2 separate regions of the Rattus norvegicus genome follow, and region 1 is linked to region 2. Evidence: chromatin contacts called from public Hi-C data. All regions are on one chromosome and are shown on one strand. The core of a region is the stretch at or near the end of the contact, and the rest is flanking DNA. Distances in the headings are between cores, read along the strand shown.

Evidence for each region. A called contact is a pair of places that touch in the nucleus more often than the background predicts.
Region 1: a Hi-C map of liver shows a contact between it and region 2, with 3 times the contacts expected there. The contact joins the enhancer-like site here to the promoter of Ets1 in region 2. A contact is called at or near these places in 2 of 12 Hi-C or Micro-C datasets (hepatocytes and liver).

The regions. Positions count from the first base shown.
Region 1 is chr8:39,732,462-39,736,913 of GRCr8, reverse strand. No RefSeq gene overlaps it. Among named protein-coding and RNA genes, the nearest start is that of Ets1, 370 kb to the right of the region's middle. Within about 2 kb of position 1,808, at least 1 of the 93 cell types and tissues checked has an H3K27ac peak or open chromatin away from gene starts, as enhancers often do. A contact at or near this core is called in liver, where this site is marked.
Region 2 is chr8:39,361,354-39,366,460 of GRCr8, reverse strand. Ets1 (ETS proto-oncogene 1, transcription factor) reads right to left here and starts at 3,034. Exons shown (of 8, transcript NM_012555.2): 1 at 2,674-3,034. The coding sequence starts at 2,755.

The sequences.
Region 1 (4,452 bases), core at 559-3,058, 370 kb before region 2:
GGAACTACTTCCTGCACCCTGGAGGCTATAAATTATCAGTCAACAGAGTGTATATATCATAATGTTGAACATAAAGTCTAAACATATGCTCTCATGAATTTCTACCAAGCCATTGACCCTCTCAGCTTAGTCATAATTTGGTGTTGTATGAAACCGGATGTAAGGTTTAAATCCTCAAGTAGGTGACGAGGAGGCAACTGATAGCATCCAGAATGGAAATTAAAGTAAAAGTAACTTTCTACTCCCACTTATCTCTGTTTCCATCCCGGTACGCCATGTGAAAAATTCTTAAGTGCTTTGGTATATTCTAAAATGATATACCCTTTAAGAGGCCTGTACTTGGGCTCCAGGGTATTTGCTGACTGGCCAGGTGATGTATAAATCAATGTTTTACAATTTGATATTTTATGGGGTGATCGTTGTTGATCATTGGCACTGCCTTGCCACAAAAGTTCTCCTTGCAATTCTAGGCCGTAACTCTCCAAGTTCATCTTCTTCGTATTTACATGTTCAGTAGGTTAAAGGAGCATGTCACAGAATAGAAGGGTGGCACGTGTGGAAGCCTACGATAACATCAGTGGCATATTCTTGCCAACTATAAACCAGTTCCATTTCCTTCCAGCCCTTCATTGTCTACGTTATTTTTTTTTCATAAAATTATTGAACATTTTTAAGTAAAGGAAAATTCTTAGGAACAGCATTTTGCCTGTTTCAGTAGCATAGGAATCAGAACACTTGTAGTATAAAGTCTAAATTCTACATCTGCTGGTTTCACATTAGACAGTTCAACCAACATGGACAGAAAATATTCAAAGAGTCATGTGTCTGGAGTCATCATCTATAGCATCTTTGTTTCTCCCTAAAATGTATAGTGCCACATCTGTTTATATAGCATTTATACTACATTAGTTCTTTTAAATAATCTAGAGAAGTTTTAGAGTACAGATGAAGCTAATGAAGGCCATATATTATATATTTATATAATATATTGTACTATTTTCTGTTATGGACTTGATCATCCTTTGATTTGGATATGTGTGAGGATCCTGGAGTGAGCTCCATTGATCTAAGACAACAGTATTTCTCTTGTATCCCTGATTTACCATGTCATACATCTTTTTTTTTTCTATCTTTATTAACTTGAGTATTTCTTATTTATATTTCAATTGTTATTCCCCTTCCCGGTTTCCGGGCCAACATCCTCTAACCCCTCCCACTCCCCTTCTATATGGGTGTTCCCCTCCCAATCCTCCTCCCAATACCATCCTTCCCCCAATAATCACGTTCACTGGGGGTTCAGTCTTGGCAGGACCAAGGGCTTCCCCTTCCACTGGTGCTCTTACTAGGCTGTTCATTGCTACCTATGAGGTCAGAGTCCAGGGTCAGTCCATGTATAGTCTTTGGGTAGTGGCTTAGTCCCTGGAAGCTCTGGTTGGTTGGCATTGTTGTTCATATGGGATCTCAAGCCCCTTCAAGCTCTTCCAGTCCTTTCTTTGATTCCTTCAACGGGGGTCCCATTCTCAGATCAGTGGTTTGCTGCTGGCATTCGCCTATGTATTTGCTGTATTCTGGCTGTGGTCATACATCTTTAGAATACATTTACCCATAATTTTTACTCCGAAGACTGTATAACAGAGGTAAATATATAACCCATAGTTAAAAATTAAGTATCTTCCTTCAAGAGTAAATACCCAAGACTGGGAAGTGCAAATATATGAAATCAATTTAGAATGATCTTTGATCACACATCCTGTGCATTGCCAAATCCAGTCAACTAGCTTGACTTAAGCTTGTACCACATCCAACCTCTAGGTTCTGTCTGGTGCATTCATCTTGTGCCCAGGTCCAGTCTGGCCTAGCCTAGGACACACATCTTTGCACCCATCCAACCTAATAACTGTAGCTTTCATCCCTCATCAAAGATGCTTCTGTTGATAGCACATGAATATCATGACAGTAAGCCACAACTGGTCAAGACACAGGGAACAAATGATGGTGTGGTACTTACTCAGTACCAACTGATACGTCCACAACACAATCCCTACCTCTGAGGTTAAGCAAACATTTTAAAAGACCAAGTAGAAAGACTGTAAGTACCAGAGACCCTGATATAGAGATAGTATGTCTTCTCTATATGACAGGAAACCTGCACCCACAAAATCTCAGTATTGTAGCTGCCTGAAGTTAACCAGCACAGGGATAACAATAGCTGATATGCTATGTGGATGAGAGAAGTTTCACAAGGTCCCACTCCTAAATGACCTACAGGCAATGACCATGGAAGAGAGGGAGAGTAAATCTTCCCTGGATTGAACCCCACAGTTGGTTATCAATGCAAAGTGGTTAGCCCTAAAACCATATATATGAGAACAGCACTATACTAAGTGTAATCACTGGGCTATGTGTGTACATGTATTCTTTTGAAATACATGTGTATGTTTAAAGAAAAGTAAAAAAGGCCATAGCTTTAGATGGAACATGGTAGGATAGAGTTGTGCACACTCTGAGAGTACTAAACACTATACTCAGATGAAATTCTTTTTAAACAGAAATTAAAAGACATTATCTTCCTTCAAAAGTAATATAAAACAAGGAGGGGCAAACACTGTCCAAAACTACCTGGGAATCAGCAAAAGATTCAGACTTAAGGCTTTCACCTTGGGAGTCAGAGTGATGCCTTCTTATTCCTTAGCATCAGGGAAATCAGGATCCTGTGGAGGTGGACTACAGACTCTGGAGCAGTGAGCAGGGCAATAGCCTGCTGTTTCACACCACATGTCTAGGTTTCTCTGCCTCTTTCCCTCTGTAAACTGAAGAATGGTTTGCACCTCATATCATACAACTAAAAGCAAACAAGTGAGAGTTCCAATGTTTCAAATGTCAATAGGGAGGGTGCCCTCATGGGCCTACTGTTTAAAGTGGCTATGAGGTAATGAACATTACATCTCAGAGATTCCTGACCAAAGCATAAATCCAAACAAACAATAATGAAAGACCGAGAAATGATGGGTTGAGACTTCTTGGTTATCTCCTGACCTCAAAATGAGTTGTAGGTGTTTGCCTCAAAGACGAGAACAGATAATGAATAAAACATGTCCGGAGTTTTGTGTTCAGAAAATGTAACAGCTTGAATCTGATGGCTTTCAGACTGATCTGAAATACGGGTTTCAGCTCATGTGCAAAGCTCTTCAGAGATGCATGGTATTGCTGCTCTGTACTGCAGCTTGCCCTGTGCATGTGGGAGCTTTGAGAACAGTAGGATAGAATAGAATGCTCTTAAAGAGAAAAGGAGAAAGAAGAGAGAGAAGAGAAGTTGAGACCATATTCTGTGTGAATTCTTAAAGTGAGCACCCTCGCAAGAAGCCTCAGTGAAGTGAGAATTTGACATTTATTTTTGAGCCAAAAAAATGATTGAAAAATGTTCTTCAGATGCTTCTGTAAATGCCCTCCGATTTACAGACTCTGATGTGATTGCGTATCAAAATTACCATGATTCTACTTTGTTCGATGTTAAGTCTTCTTACCTCAGGAAAAGCCACATTTCATATACTGAAAGTGAGATAACTGTTTGGAATTTTTCCATCAAAAAATTATTTTATTTCTCATATGTATGAGATTTTAGATTTCCCCTTATGTGAATTCACAGAATTCTGATCTGCTTGAATTGCACTTGCTAGTTAGTGAAATTCCAGCAGGTGTCGCTGTAACACTGCTCAAATTCAACATAGTCCCCCTCACTGGCAAGATGATCAAGAGCCAATTCAGGGTTTTTGGTTGTGATCTCTCTAGTAGCAAAGTTCTTTACCTCAGTTAGAGTCTTGACAGTCTCCAATCTCAAGAAAAGTTAGTCAGTAAGGACCTTAATTCAAATCTGAATGTTTGGAGATCACCAGAGAAATATATAATCAGATTACAAGTGATCACATACATGAGAAAAGCAATTTGGTAATAGATTCCTAGCCATAGGTTTCAACTGTTTTATGCAGCTTCATAAAATGCCCTTGGCCCATTCAGTGTTTTAGTGCCCTGAGGCACAAAGTGCATTCAACCCACTGATTTTGCCATTGACTCATCTATCAAAAATTAGAAGAAATTTAAAGTGCACAATACAATAATACAAAACTCCTTATAGAACTATGATTTCTTAATGTTATAATATTTGAAGTTTTACTCTCTCCCATGAACCCTATGTTTTGAACTTCTATGTTTTATGATATAAAAACACCCATCTCAGAGATTTGTGGGGCGAGCAAACCACATACCTACATGACAACACTAAATAAAGCGTTGTGTTTACTTTAATTAATAATAGCATTATTGTCATTAAGAGTGGCTTCTGCGTTGAGCTCATCTCCACAGATCAAACAATGAAGGGCGTGACCTCATACTGCTTGACCTTGACATTGGCTCCACTCATTCTGTGTATGATTTTTGCTTCTTCATGGTCATGTC
Region 2 (5,107 bases), core at 1,785-4,284:
GAGGCCAACAAATATTCCAGGTGTCCTGTCTCCAGTTTGGACCCTCAGACTTCCCACTTCATTTCTTTGATTCTAGGAATCTGGGGAGGGAACAGAAAGGAAGTTCTGGTTTAACCTCTGAGGTAACATCACCACACGACACAAGTTGTCTCCACTCGTGAGAAATGGAGCACTACAAAGAAAAGCCATGATGATAAACACTTCAGGTCCCAGTTGTGCACACGACCCCATGCTGCGAACAGTCAACCTTTGACACAGATGTCCTATATAACCTGATGGGCCAGGTAAAGGTCTACTTGACATCTACTTAATAGCCTTCTTTCTGTTAGCAAAAGATACCAGTCCTGGCTAGGGTTTCCTCCATCTCTGCACGGAAAAAAATTCTAAGTCTCCATGGAAGTTTCCTTGCTGAGCCAACAAAGGTAACTTGCAGTATCACTCACTGCATGTCCCTGACGAGTCAGAAACGGATTCATCTTCCTGCAGCCACTGGCTCCTTGCAAAATTTTGCCTAAGTGTCTTTAACTTTTCCGTGTGCCTCTAGCATATCATCTGGGGTATGGGTGCAATATTTGCATCAATGCAACTACAGTCCAGGAAAAAAATGCTTTAAAAAAGTTATAATAATAAATCGTTGCTGTTTATTTTGTCTAAGAAAGTATCAGATATATATAGATGATATATATTATATATAGATTAATACTATATTATATATATGTGTGTGTGTGTGTGTGTGTGTGTGTGTGTGTGTGTGTGTGTGTCATCCTGAATGGCAGAAGACAATTTCTTGGACCAAATGAAATTTTGTTGCTTTGTTGCCATGAAGTTCGGTGGCTTGGAAACTTTCCTCCTTTTAATTTTGAGAATGGATTTCACTATATCTTGAATACACTACGTAGCCCCCAGGTTCACTTCCAACTTGCATTCCTTGAACACCTTTTTGACTTTTTTTTTTTTAAAGCCACTGTAAAGTCACTTCAAATAGTGAAAATGGACTGCAGCAGAGGCCTGCCTAGCTCTATCTTACTGGTGGAGCAGCTCAATGAAGTTCCTCAGACACAGTTCGTTTTTTTTTTTTTTTCATCAATAACTGAAGTAATGGAATCAAATGCTTTCAAATCCCACATACTTGATATTAAATTACCAAAACACACGCTTCGGCTATTTGGTGTGATCTAAAACACGTGCGGCCAGGGGCTCGCTCTCACTCGCTGCCAGCCTGAAAGGTCCACTGTAGGTATGTGAACTGACAGAATACACATGATGTTTCCCAGATCCCAAATCTGTCTCTTCCCCATAAACATGCACAGCGCGTATAAACAAGCCATTCTTACGGAAAGGGCCTATTAGCTGAGTTCATATCCCTTCCCTGTGAGCTAGCCCTTCCCTTCTGCTGTATGTGGTTTCAATCCATCGTAACACAGAGAACTCCTGGCTCCCTCGAACACCCCAAAACAACCTTCGCGGCACCATTTCTATCTGTAGCCCTGGGTGCCTGAGACGTCTGCACAGCGCTAGGAGAGACCCCCAGCTCAGCCTGGCTCTGACTGCCACCACACTGTGACAAGCCCAGTTTTTGTACAGAGCAATCCTGCCCTTGAATATCAGGAGAGTCTCTGGAAGGGATGGGACCCAAATGCCTCTATTAACACTTTGAAGTACATCAGAATGTCAACACCTCATCTTGGCTTGTATGTAAAGTATAAAGAACAGGTTAAATATGCAGTTCTTCCTGGCAGAGGCAAGGATCAGGGACAGCAGCAACCCTTACGGCTAATCAGACCCAACAGAGGTCTGTGTCTTTGACAGCTGATTATTTTCCAAAACGTATCCCCTTCTCCCTGTATCTCTCTACATCCTTTCACCTCCCAAGTCACCTTTCCTTGAGACCAGTTTCCTTTCTAAAAGTAGGCACACTCCCTGACGCCCTGCTAGCTTCAGGAATCCTGAAGAGTTGACTCCATCTGTGGAACACTAAAATTCCCTTCTAAGACAAAATTCGATGTCTTTTCTCTCCCTCTCCTCTTCAAATCCTTTAAGCCTGCTAAATGAAACCATGAACCAAAGACACTAAGTCACATCTGGTTGGTGGATGCTTTTCTTCTTCGAGGACCTTTGGTATGGGAAGCCAAACTGAACGGGGAAGGAATCAGACTTTCCCAAAGTTTAAACAGATTCATTTTATTTCTCCTCCCACTACCTCCTCCTCAACCTAGAAAAGAGGGGTGAGACTCTAAGGTTCTTATGACAGGGGAGCTCAGGATACAAGTGCTGGAAGGCCAGGCAGCTAGCCAAATACCCTTTCAGCACTCCACAGGACCCTCCCATCAAGCTCCAGTACTGGGGAGACACAGTTGGGAGGGGCATGGGGGTGACCTGAGAGGCACTGTCAGGCCCCCTTGCTAACATTAAGGAATACTACCAGAAGGTTCTCGCTTATGTGGGAAAATTGAAACACCGGAATTGGGGCACTGGAAATTCTATAAGCTTTTTCCCATTAGTCACAAAAAACGCAGCTGTAAAAATAAATAGACCACCACCACCACCCCCAAAAAACCCAAGGGTCTCAGGCCACCAACAGTCTCCTGGTCTAGACATCCCGGGCTCCTGAGAGAGCAGCGCAGGCCAGAGGGGACACGGAGCTGGGGTGGGGGCCTCACTGTCGCCACTCACCCGGGGATGGGAAAAGCTCCAAATCCACTTTTTCTGTCTTGATGATGGTGAGAGTCGGCTTGAGATCGACGGCCGCCTTCATGGTGCCGGAGTTGAGGGGGCCGGCGGGATGAGAGCAAGTTTGCTGTAACTGTTGTTTTGCTTTTTAATAGGGATTTTGAACTCAGGGGAAGGGGACAGAGCGCAGCCCTAAAATCTCAAATTCCCGCTGATCGCCCGGCAGAAAGGTGCGCGCCCAGCCAGTCGGCGCGAAGTTGGCACTTGGCGGAGCAGAGAGCGCGCTTGGGTCCCAGCCTCGCCCGCGCCTCGCCCGCTCGCTCCTCTGTCCCGGGCGCTCGCTCACTCTCTCGGCTGGCCGGCGCTGGCGCAGTGAGGCTCGCCTCCGCTTTAGGGCGTTCCTCACCGAGCCCAGGCCCAGGATCCCAGCGCCTGCCCTGCCCACTCGACCGGGCGGCGGGGATGGGGCGGCGGGGCGGGGCCTAGCGCCTGCAGCCAATCATCACCCGCGTTCCAAAAGCGAAAGGAAGGGCGGGCGAGCCTGGCGGGGCGGCGCCGCTCCAGCTACTCTGCGCGCGCCGGGCCAGAGCCTCGGCCCACCGCTCCGGAGAATGGCTGGCGAGCGGGTCGCTGGCGTGCAGAGTCTCGGGAAAGTCCGTCTGATTCTGCACGCATTCTTAGAGGCTTGGTCACCCGCTGCGGCCCCGCTCCAGTAGCAGCATAGTTTTCCAAGTGCGTGTACATCATTCATTCACAAAGCTTGACACACAGGACATGAGGCGTGGGTGCGCAACGAGGGGCGCGTGCGGGGGGGCTTCCACAGCGGGGGGGGTCCTGCGAGGATTCCAGCCTAGACGTGACTCAGAATCCCACCCGTGGAATGGATGGGCAAGGCAAGGACAGCATTGCTGAACAGAAACCTCAATCGGCTTCACTAGCTCAGAACCATGCCTATTGAAGATCCCAAAGACTCAAAGTTCCAAAGCTCCTGGATTAGCCAAGGGAATCCAGAACTTGTAACTGTGTTTTAATTATTCTGTTTATATATATATATATATATATATATATATATATATATATATATATATATATATCAAGATGAGTGAGAATAACCGATAGATAATTTGCCGCTGATAGCCATTATACATCGAGATAGTTGGTATAAATGAACAAATCTTCCAAGGCATGGTACCGTAAGTGTAGCTGAAGCCAGCAAGGTATTGACATCTACCTTTGAATAAAAGACAACGTAATAAATCGTCCTGAGAGACCTCAGGGAAAGCTATTCTTAGTACTGTTTCCTGATTTCTAAGCATGTGTTGAACTGCTACCACTTGCCTGCAACTGTAACTTCTGCTCCAGTAAACTTATTCACACCTGCTGACTTTTAGCTAAGCATGTTTTGCCCCTTGGAGCCTTAGCAGTGTACGGGATTCCCAAAACAAATCAGGCGGGTGGGGTGGGGACAGCAATAGAGTGTCAATCTCTGGGTCTTGGTCACATCTCCCATCTCCACCCTTCTTGGGTGACCAGAGGAAAATATGTGTATGTGATAATCCTTGTTTTGTTTTGGTTTGGTTTTTTGAAAGAACAGACTGTTGCTGTCCAGCTGTGTTTCTGCAAGGTATGAGAAAACAATGCTGACCTCCAAATGACAAGAACAGACACTTCAGAGCCTGGGAAAAGCTTAAGGAACCAGCTGATGAATGAACTGTACGTTCACACGCCCAAATAAGCAGCAAGGAAAAGAATTTTGGACTATCATGTCTGTAGAATTGGACAAACTAAACAGTCTCTTTGGGGAATTTTCATTTTGATGTTGTAGTCTCATGAAAACGCTGGAGAGTTTTCAACTGTTTGCAAAAGCGGTTTCCTCAGATTTCCTCCTCCCTCACCCCCCTCCCCTCGGCCTCTTTCTCCACTAAACTAGTGCTTAGTTCCACGACCATTGACATGCAAGCATGTGGGACACTAAAAGAAGCCCACCACAATCCAGCATTTTCTACCCTGGCAGCAATGAGTGAACGTGTTCATTGTCATGCTTCCACGATGACCATCAAATGTTGGTCTTCCTGTTCCTAACCGTGTCCTGGAGTGCAGAAGCTCAAAATGTTCTAATGTCCAAATCAGAGGATGTGATTGGGACAATTCTGATGGCAAATATTCGAAACACCTGAGGTCCCATGTGTGCAGCAGGATCTGGTTGAAACTCCCCGTAGGATGAGAAGCACTAAGAGAGATCCGATTAAGATATGTATACATTTTGAGGACACCAATCCTCCGATCAGGACTGTCTGTCGCTCACTTAGTTAATGTTTGACAAGTAGAATTTGCATTCTCTTTATAACACAAGTGGACTTCCCCCAGGCATTCTTGCAGAGTTTAAAAACCGTTACTACGTTTTTTACCTATACATTTGACAAGTGGATTTTGCATT